Regions from separate parts of the Anas platyrhynchos genome. Here region 1 is linked to region 2. A link is a contact called in public Hi-C data. All regions are on one chromosome and are shown on one strand. Each heading gives the region's core, a stretch centred on a gene start, on an enhancer-like site or on the middle of the called end of the contact. The rest is flanking DNA. Distances are from core to core; before and after follow the strand shown.

Region 1 (5,048 bases), core at 386-2,885, 54 kb before region 2:
TGTCTGGTTGCTTTGGAATGTAAACGCAGAAAGATTTTTCAAGACAAAAGCTTTAAGCTGTGTATATTAGTGCTTTCGTCTGAGCATATTTCTCTGAAGTCAGTAAATATCATCTCAATCCATACCGATAACAGTAAAAGTAAAGAGCAGAAGGTGGCTGAAGCATCAGAGACTGGAGCATTAGAGAGCCACGTGGTGGTACATAACTGATGCCAGTCATCTGTGCAGTAACTGTGCTTCGGGAGTGAATGCTTGTGGCTTATCACCCCAGGGAAATAGAGATATGCAGGCCCAGAGAGAGGGTCAGTAAAACTGTGCCCAGCCAGGTGTCTGGCACCATGTGAGGCTCAGGAGTGGTACCTCTCCCGTAGCTGGGTGTCTGCAAAAGCCAGGCTGTGGAAAGGAGCTAGGCTGGGGCTTGGTGCTTGGGACCAGCTACAAAAGGCCACCCGTTTCCATCAGGAATCGCTGTGCTTACCTTGTTGTTTCTTCCCATAGCAGCAGACTGAGTGGCAGCGGTACTTGCGCCAGAGCTTGGAAGTGGTTGCAAAAGTCATGGAGCTCTTGCCAACCCATGCCTTCTCCACACTAGTAAGTAACTATGCAGACCACAAGTACAACGTGAAATGAGCACCAACTGCTGGAATTCGTTGCAAGTGTTTCACAGAGGCCGGGGTGCCAAAAGAAGTAGGGAGATTTGCTTTTAGAAGCTAAAGCTTGGCAAAGGAGAGACCAGAAATCAAAAAATTGTTTTTTTGGCTTTGTTGAATTTCTTGCTGTGGTGTTGTGAAGATTTTTCACAGTGAGCATCTGAGTCCTACTTGCTGGACACCGAGCTTTATGGAAGTGCCCATCTCTCCAAGTGTAAATAATTCGTTGCTGTTTATCTTGGCCTTTATATTAGGAGACAGCATTGTGAACTGGATAGATGTGTGTTGTTAGGATTTTAAGGAGAGTGAAATCTTTGTTTAAATGAAAGGCTAGATGCAAATGCTGAAAACAGTGCCTCAGACAGTGGGGAATTACATCTGATAAACACAGCTAAGTGCTTCTTTCCAGCTAGGGTCACTGTTGCTGCTGGAACAAGTTTCCTTATTTTGTAGCGTTATAAGGGTTTCTGAGGAGGAGACTTCAAGGCCAGTGGAGTCCAAAATTCAGAGTTGGTCTTTTCTCTGGACAAGAAAAAAGGCAGGTATATGCAGTGGGAACTCAAAGCAAGTCTGTTAACCCCACTGGAGACAGCGCATGCCTAGATCTCTGAGCCGTGTTGTCAAGAAGCAGAGAACATTGAACTGCTACAGAGGCAGAAGATGCCTGACCTGGACTAAGCACCAGAAGCACGTTATCAGAAACTCCAGAGTAGTGAGCAAAATAGTTCTCATGCGAATGTCAAGTTCCTCTGCAGCGTGGTGGCATGGCATGAGTTAGCAAAAGGCAGACAAATGGAACAGCTGTTTGTGAGCACAGTGAGCATACGGGTCATACGGGGAAGAGCATGTGGCTTCCCTCAAAGTAACACGTTAGCATGAGGAAGATGATCTGCTCTTTTTAAATATTTCTCCTCTTGCAGGCACTCAACTGTTAAGTAGGCACAGTATGTTAGAAATGTGACAGTGAATTCTTGAGCCCTGTATTCATTCTTGCATGGTCTGGGAGATGTTCAAGAAGCTTTGCATGCCTTTCACAACAGTCTCTGCAGTGATGTTGAACGCAGTGGCTGGTCATCAGGAACAAATAACTGAAAGTCCAGCAGCTGCTGTTATTCTGTTCCATGCTGAGTAATGGGGGGCTGTAGTTCTTTGTGCTGATGTGCAAGTGAACTTTCATAAATCCAAACTCTTCAAATGTGGCGACTTTGCCAATAGAAAATGAGTAAATGTATGCCAGGGTGCAAGGTTGGAAACAGTTTTTCAGGTGAGATATCTACAACGAAAAGGTTACCATGCAATCTTGTATGCATGCAAATACGTTCAAGCACAAGGCAAGTAATCCCAAATAATACCACTGAAGTACCTTGGGTGCTGAACACTGGTCAGAAAGCTTCCTAGTCTATGTACAACATGTTCTCCAGGGTAGCATAACCTGTTACTCAGCTGAAGTATCAGTAGGAACAGGCATGCTTGCAGTCAGTCCTGAATGATGGAGTTAGGATAATGCTGTGTTCCCAGATCAGGATGCATGACGACTGTGTTGTTTGTTCCCTTGGCTGTTTTCCCTCTGGGACTTCAGCTGTTCTTGGTGCAGTCTGCAGTGTGCCAGCAGAGTGGCTGCAGTGTTTCCCTTCTGTGTTCTCTCAGAGGCACTGAACTCAGTTTCCATCAGTTGAGTGTTTTGGTAGCTGCATTTTGAGAACCTGATGCCTATGGGTTAGGTGGATGCAGTGCAAGTTTCCAGTGCTTCAGGCTCTGCTGTTCTTTGCTTGTGTGCTCCTGTTCTGTTTGATCGGGGTTCTACATCCAGCTGCACATTCGCACTGATGGCATGCTGTGCCATGCCAACCCTGATGTGTCAGACCTCTAGCTCGTGAGGCTGGAGGCTGGTGTTTGTGGGAAAAGGAGAGCCACCACAGGGAAGTGCCTTCAGGGTGCTTTTCGTGTCATTGTTTTCATAGGACCTAAAGAGACTGCATAATTAGCCCAGAAAACAGACCTGTCCTCCTTCCAAATGTCTTCTTGAAGGTTTTAGGGAGAAATAGGAAAAATGTTCTCTAATAGACTAATGGTAGAGTGTTAACTGACTGCCAAGCCCCCAGATCATGCTCATTTTTTCTCTTCTAGTTTCCAGTTCTGCAGGACAACTTGGAAGTGTATCTGGGACTCCAGCAGTTTGTGGTCACTTCAGGAACAGGTAACCACCGCCATCCAGCAAAAAGTCCTCACTCCTTGAGTAGCTTACTGCGAAAACACTATAGACCTGCTTTAGTATTGCTTCCTCTTCGCTGTGTTGAGGATCTGAAATTCTTACCATCACGCATGGTGTGTGATGACTTAGTAGTCGAACTCCAATAGCAAACAAAAGTCTAATAATTTTGTATTGATATGGTTCTTTCCTTGCTCTGATACTGGGAGATACCTTGGGTGTTGAGAGCAGCTTTGCAGCAGTCCCCCCCCCCAAAAAAAAGTAATTCTGATCCGAAGAACACTTAAGACACCCTAGGTTTAGTAGTAATGCCCAGGGTTTTTAATGTTGTAGCACTGATCTGTGTTAGCTGTCAGAAGTAACTCAGAGGCAACTGGGTGACAGCGTGCTGATGGTACGTAAATGGCAAGGCTGTTGCTGAAATTGTAAACAATACAAGATTAGATACGGTCAGTAGAAAGAAACAGATTTTCTTTGAAACACGTTGTTGCAGAATATATTTACTTTTTTAGTAAAAGGTCTGGGATGTTTGGAGACCAGGTGTACGTGGCTGAGCAGTAGGACAATTGCATAGGCAATAAGACTGGCAAATCTACTTACCTGCCTGTTTCTTGTTATCTGACAGATATGAAAGTATATAACCACATTTCAAATTAGAAGCAAATGCACTCTCTCCAAATGTGCTTCCAGGGCTGGAACATCTATTTCAGTCTAGCCAGCAGAGGGAGTCTGGGTAATGACTTTCACAGAACTGGGATTGCTTTTTTGGTGTTGACAGACAGCCAAAAAGGTTGCTGTTTATACATATTTTAATACCAAATAGAATAAAATAATTGTGTAAAAGCCTGAAATTGGTGGTAACGTCATTTTCAGCCCTTAAAGAGAAATTTGAGTTGTGGCAGTCAGAACAGCTGAACTTGTCTTACCAGACTGACTGTTTCAGTCACTTGGACTGCTGGGTTTTGAACTGTGACCCACTGCCGAGTTAATTTAAGAAGAATGCTTGCAATGTAATTAGAATAAACTTAGCATTTCCTGTAGCTTTGTAATTAGGTTTCCCATCCCAAAGAGCCGTACTTATTAGTCACAAAGTTACATGCACTTTGAAGGATGAGTTTTCAGACTGCTGTTAGCACAAGTGAATGTGTACACGTGTGTCTTTTGGATTCACTTCTAGTAAACCAAAATGTCGTTTCAGGTCACAGGCTGAACATCACTGCAGAGAATGATTGCCGTCGTTTGCACTGCTCCTTGAGGGATCTGAGCTCCTTGCTGCAGGCTGTTGGTCGATTAGCAGAATACTTCATAGGGGATGTGTTTGCTGCCAGGTTCAATGATGCTCTTACAGTGGTGGAGAGGTAGGTATGGGGGGGGGTTGCTGTCCCTTCATCAGTACAAGGAACGATCATCACCAAACAAAGCCAAGGTTTCTTTCTACCTCCCCTTGTCATGATTAAGCTGAGATACAAATAACTCAATAACTAGTACCTGAAGCGTTAGGTTCATCAGTGCTGAGTTTCTCAGATGGCTTTTTAACCCTTCACCAGAGAAATAACTAGTGGGGGGGGATAAATAAAATCAGTTACTGCAATGGTTGAGGTAATTGTTTTCCAGCATCCGCATTGGTGATGCACTGTTGATTCTGGTGGCACTAAGGGCTATGGTTTAGCGATGGGACTTGGTAGGTCAGATTGATGGTTGGCCTTGATGATCTTGAAGGTCTTTTTCAACCTAGATGATTTTCTGATTACTTGAGAGTTATCTGTGAGAGCTAAATCTTCTAAACTGAAATTTCCTTTCTAAAAAGATCTCTAAAAGCTGGAAAGCGGGCATTATTTGGTTCTTACCCTCCAAGAAACTTAATTAGTGCATAGTTTCAAATTACAGAATTTCAGAGCCGTTACCTTTATGTCGTTTCATGTCCACACAGGAACATCATACTTGTTCCATCTTATCACAAGCAAGGAAATGGGTTCTAAATTACTTTCTACTAAATGGCCTAAATCTAATCTATATAATAGCTAAATATTGACACAGGCTTGTCAAGAGCAACATTCAGATAAGACATGCGAGTGGGTTTGTACATGCGTGTACCCATCTTGCAGTCTTTTTGTTTTACCATTTATGTATTCACTTGCAGGTTGGTAAAAGTAACGCTATATGGATCCCAGATTAAACTGTACAACATT
Region 2 (4,685 bases), core at 1,518-4,017:
TGGGGACGAATCCAGGCGCTAGCCCCGTGGGAGCAGCAAAGGGCCTCGTAGGACCTCTGCCAGGAGCAGCCACCCAAATTGCCTTCCCCCTCCTGGAGGTGGGGTGCCTGGAGGCAGGGCTCCTTCCCGAACACCAAAGGCACCAGTGGGTGCAGAAGGAAATTCTTGTCCTTCTGCTGCCGCGTCTCCCAAAGCTGCCTGTCGTTCGGGGGTGCGGGTTTCCTTTCGGTGATTCTGTTTTTCTTTCCCTCTGCAGACCCCGACAGCCAGCTGTATGATATGGGATATACCCCCGAGGAGGAAGCCCCGGCCTGTCCTGATGAATTTGATGACTTCGTCACGTTTGAGGCAAGTACGAATGCTGCTAACACCCGTGGGCATCAGCTTTGTGCCGCGGGAGGCAGCTCGTGGAGCAGCTCGCCATGCCACGGCTCGGGGATTTTAACGCTTGGTCGGGACGAAACCTTTCAGCTGTGGGTGACTGGGCCAGGGAATTTGCACCGAGCACTTGGTGCTGTTTAATTTAAAGGTGGTGTCCAAGTGAAAACCTGCTCGTTGCTAGCACTGTCTGAGCTTGCAGAGTGCCAGAGTGCGGTGCCCTGCCGTGGTTGCGTTTGTGTCCTCGCTGGAGCTGCTCCCCTTGCAGAACGTGAGCCCAGTTTTGGGATGAGCCAGCTGGGAGCCTGCCCCCGAGGCCCAGCGGGCACTTGGTGCCATCCGGCCAGCAGAAGGCAAATTGTAGGTTTCCTCTTTGTTTTTGGGGTTGATTGAGGATGCTTACGTGCTGTACTTCCTTCCCTTTGCTGACGTTGTGGTCCCCATCCCTCCGTTCCCTCCTGTGCTCCTGAGCAGAGGAGTACGCTGCAGGAGGGCCCTGTAGCCCCGGCCAGAAGGGAGGCTGCCGTTCGTTGTCTGTGGGGTTGGGGCTTTGCTTTGTGAGCTTCCTCCTTGCTGCTGTGCCCCACAGCCTGGAGCAGGAGGTGCTGCCCGTGCCTTCAGAGCAGGGGCCTGCTGGTCCTTGGGTCCCCCGGGGGGACTGAGTGGCTTCCTTCTGCTCGTCCTTCTTCAAGCTTTCCTCTGCGGGTGTTTGACTCATCTCAGTACCCTAGGTTTTACGTTTTTGTCGTGGAAACAGTGATTTGAAAAGGGCTCTTTGAGATTTGCATGTAAATGCACGTCCTTGCTTTGTGTATTCCCTAATATGTTACCCTGGCCTTCGTGATAACGGGGCTGAAACTATTCCTTTGCCTTTCCTGACAATACATTGGGATCTGGGCAACTTCCTTTCCCCCTGTTCATGAGAAGCACGTGTCCATCGCTTGACACGTCTCAGAGCTGTCCCTTTGCCACCCGGTGCCAGCAGCACGCGTCCCAGCCAGGTGCAGTTTCTGCTGAGCCCTTTGGCTGCCCGGGCTCAGCGCGTCGGGCTGACACCGCCACCCGGAGCGGGTCACTTGTTCCCTTGGCCTGACGAGCTCGTGACCCTGCCTCCCTCCACCAGAAGGCTTTCCAGGGCACGTTGGATCTGAGATTATTTTTCCATAGGCTGAAGTGCTGTCGTTGTCTTCGTCTACGGCTTGTGCAAAGGGCGTAAGATAATTTTGGCGCTCTCTTTTTTTCTGGGGGGTCAGGGTGGTTACAGCTACCCAGTGACAGTGGGATAGCGAAGCGGGGCAGGAAGGCAGGACAGGACGTGGGTTTTCATATTCCTCCCTCTGTCCTGCACGAGGTCACAAAAGGGTTTTATTTTATTTTATTTTTTTTTTTTTACCCACCGAGCTGAGCGCTGAGCAGTTCAGCGGCTGTGACGCCCCGAGTCGCAGCGCTCGTGCAGGCAAGGGCTTTGCTTTATGCTCCTCAGACCTACGTCATGGGACGATGGCGCTGCGATTCAGAGATGTTTTCGAAGGGCTAATTTAACACAGATGAGCTCCAGCAGTGCTGCAAGCTGCTCTGGGCAGGAATACCAACAAGCCGGGTGCGTGCCCCACCGCGATGGAGCGCTTCTGCCCCTGGGCCACTGGTTCCTTGCGACGACAAGGTGAACCGAAGGAAAAAGGTGATGAATCCTGAAATCGCCTTTTCAGAAAGATGGCAATGGATTATGCTGCTGAAATCAGGGTAATCTCGAAAAGATCAGAGCTCTGTTGGTGTCTGTGTTTAATATGCTGGGGAAGAATTACCCTTGTTGTCTTGGATACGTGGTTCCGAAATACTCTCCAGCCTGCAAGGATTTTGTGGAGATTTCAGCAAATGAGAACATGATCGAGAAATACCGCTCGGCGTTGCGAGTGTAAAAATAAACTGGTGTCTTGGGGCGTGTGTTTTTTTGTGCTCGTTTCGCTGAGCTCCCAACGTGCACTTTATTCCCCTTGTCCTGCGGAGCCGTGCCCTGGGCAGCGTGAGCTGTGCCGGGGAGGGTGAGAGGAGCGGTGCAGGGGGCATCCTGCTGGGAGCTGCAGCCGAGGGGTTTTCATCGCTGTGCAGCGGAGCCCAGCAGGACCTGCGGCAGGCTGGGCTTGGCTGGGTGCAGCAGGGAGCTGTGGAGATGGTGAGGCAGCAAACAGAACAAACAGCAGCGACAGCAAACGGAGCAAGTGGCCATCCCCAGGACATGTTCCGCCTTGCCTGGATCCACCTGGAAGAGAGGAGGGGGGAAAAAATCCTTCTGAAAGCGAAGGCGTTGCCTTTCCTCTGAACAAACCTTCCCCCACGCATCACCAAAAAGCGTTTTGCATGGGAATGTCCCCGTTTCAGACCTGGCAAGCTGGTGCACAGTGAGCATGGGGCTTGAAAATGTGCTTCTGCGTGGGACCTCCGGGCAGCTAAACCACCTCTTGGAGGCCACCGCTTCCTTCTCAGCCTCTACACGAAGGCTTTTGCGCCACGGGTGAGCCCCTCTTGCTTCAGCAGGGTGGTGGGGCCAGGGGTACAGCCAGCTTTTGGCCTTTTGTCACGTCTGTGGACCTTCTAAAGGCAACCTGGAGGAGTGGTGCTGTGCCAGGCGCTGCGAGCAGTCGCGGTTATTGTGTCTGGGGTTTCGGCCCTCGTCCCTCTTAGCCGGGGAGAATCACAAGGGCTCGAGTGCTTGGCTCTTCTGAGTGCCGAGGCCTTGACAGAGAGCTCCTCTCCTAAATGTTTGTTCAAACAAGTGTAAACAAGAGCTTCAAGCAGTCTAAATGAAAATACCTTCCCTTTGTTGATAAGGTTGCTCCTCTCGGTGACTCATCCCCTCCGCTGGTGCTTGAACATCTGCAGAAATCCCCGAGGATCCAGCACTGGTGTCTCTCAGCGAGTGTTTGCCCTGCAGAGGGAGGAGAGCCACCGCTTGCACCTTGGAGTAAGGGCAGAAAAGCCTCTTGCAGGAGACGAGGTCTGAGCTTTGCCGCTTCGCACAGGGACTCAGCCCCGATGTGATCAGCTCGGCTTGGAGAGAGAGGGCAGGGACAGAGAGAGAGGCGGTAGGCAAAAACTGATGTGGAGGAGAGCGCGGTGTTTTTATGTTGTATTTGGGTGAGGCTTGGACTTTCTGGAGTTAGGGGAAGTCCCCAGCAGGGCCAGCACACGGCGGAGCAGAGCGTAAGCCCTGGGGCAGCGCAGAGGCAGGCAGCGGGAGCGAAGGAGCGTGCACGGTGAGCTGCTGGCTCCTGCTGTGCCCTACCAGCTCCGGTCCCTCTCTTAAATGGTTTCCAGAGAGGATTTCTGGTCGTGTACCTCTGCTGAGACAGCAGTTCGGAGGGGATCAGAAATGCAGGAGCCTGGTTTCCTGCAGCCACGTGGCGTTTCGTTCATCAAGTGGTGCCTGCAGGGGCTCCCTGCCATCCCTAGCTGCGCTGCCACGCGTGCCGAGGGAACCTCATCTCTTGCTCACCTGGCTCCGGGGCAGGGACAGCATCCTCTTCATCCCCTCGTGGGGCCACGTGCCTGCTGGCAGCCCCACGTAGTGCCTCCCTGCCTGACCGTGGCTGCAGGCAGCTCTCTGCTCCGGCAGGGAAACGTCACCTAACAATAATCAGCAGTTTGGCCACCCTGCAGAGCAGTGCAAAAGGACCTTGGAGTCCGACTGGCACCCAGGTCCTTTTTGGCTTTCCCCCAGGCTGGGCTGGTGCAGCCTCGCTGCTGACTAACGGGGAGGTGGGAGTTATCCTCACCTCCCTTTGCCAGCTGGGCGGCATCAAGCTGTGCTGGTGACTCACGCCCGAGGTACGGGGGCTCCTTTGCAATGCCCTGCGAGGGGGGGGAAGGTGAATTTGGAGTTAGCTTTCTTGATGCCTGCTGTGCCCTGCGCCCAGGACAGAGCCCTCTGCCCGACCTGCCCCGTCTCCTGGGGGCAGCTGAGCCCGCTGGAGCAGTGCAGAGCATCAGACGATAACAGAACAATTCTCCCAAAATGAAAGCAAACCACAAAAATTTGGTGTGCTGCCAGAGTTACTGGGCACGGAGATTTGTAACCTTAGGTGGGTCGGAGGAGAGGCAGAGCCGGTGCAAGGCTGTGCTCTGTAAAGGCGGGCCAGGAGTGTGATAAACAACACAAACACTGATTTCAGCCATGGCAGCTTGTGATTTGGGCCAGCCCGATGGCAGGAAGGCCCTCGAGATGTGCAAAACGGGGCAGCCGAAACTGCAGAAGGTGAGGGGCGTAGAGGAGGAGCGGGGCTGTGTGAGGGTTTGTGGGGCTGTGCATG

The links. A called contact is a pair of places that touch in the nucleus more often than the background predicts.
Region 1: a Hi-C map of subcutaneous adipose tissue shows a contact between it and region 2, with 1.9 times the contacts expected there. The contact joins two enhancer-like sites. A contact is called at or near these places in 3 of 8 Hi-C or Micro-C datasets (liver, skeletal muscle and subcutaneous adipose tissue).

The regions. Positions count from the first base shown.
Region 1 is chr15:8,144,223-8,149,270 of IASCAAS_PekinDuck_T2T, reverse strand. XPO6 (exportin 6) reads left to right here. Exons shown (of 24, transcript XM_027469380.3): 11 at 502-591; 12 at 2,778-2,847; 13 at 4,058-4,217; 14 at 5,000-5,048. Among named protein-coding and RNA genes, the nearest start is that of DECR2, 20 kb to the right of the region's middle. Within about 2 kb of position 1,635, at least 2 of the 8 cell types and tissues checked have an H3K27ac peak or open chromatin away from gene starts, as enhancers often do.
Region 2 is chr15:8,091,418-8,096,102 of IASCAAS_PekinDuck_T2T, reverse strand. It overlaps RAB11FIP3 (RAB11 family interacting protein 3), which reads left to right. Exons shown (of 15, transcript XM_027469384.3): 3 at 257-348. Among named protein-coding and RNA genes, the nearest start is that of RAB11FIP3, 28 kb to the left of the region's middle. Within about 2 kb of position 2,767, at least 2 of the 8 cell types and tissues checked have an H3K27ac peak or open chromatin away from gene starts, as enhancers often do.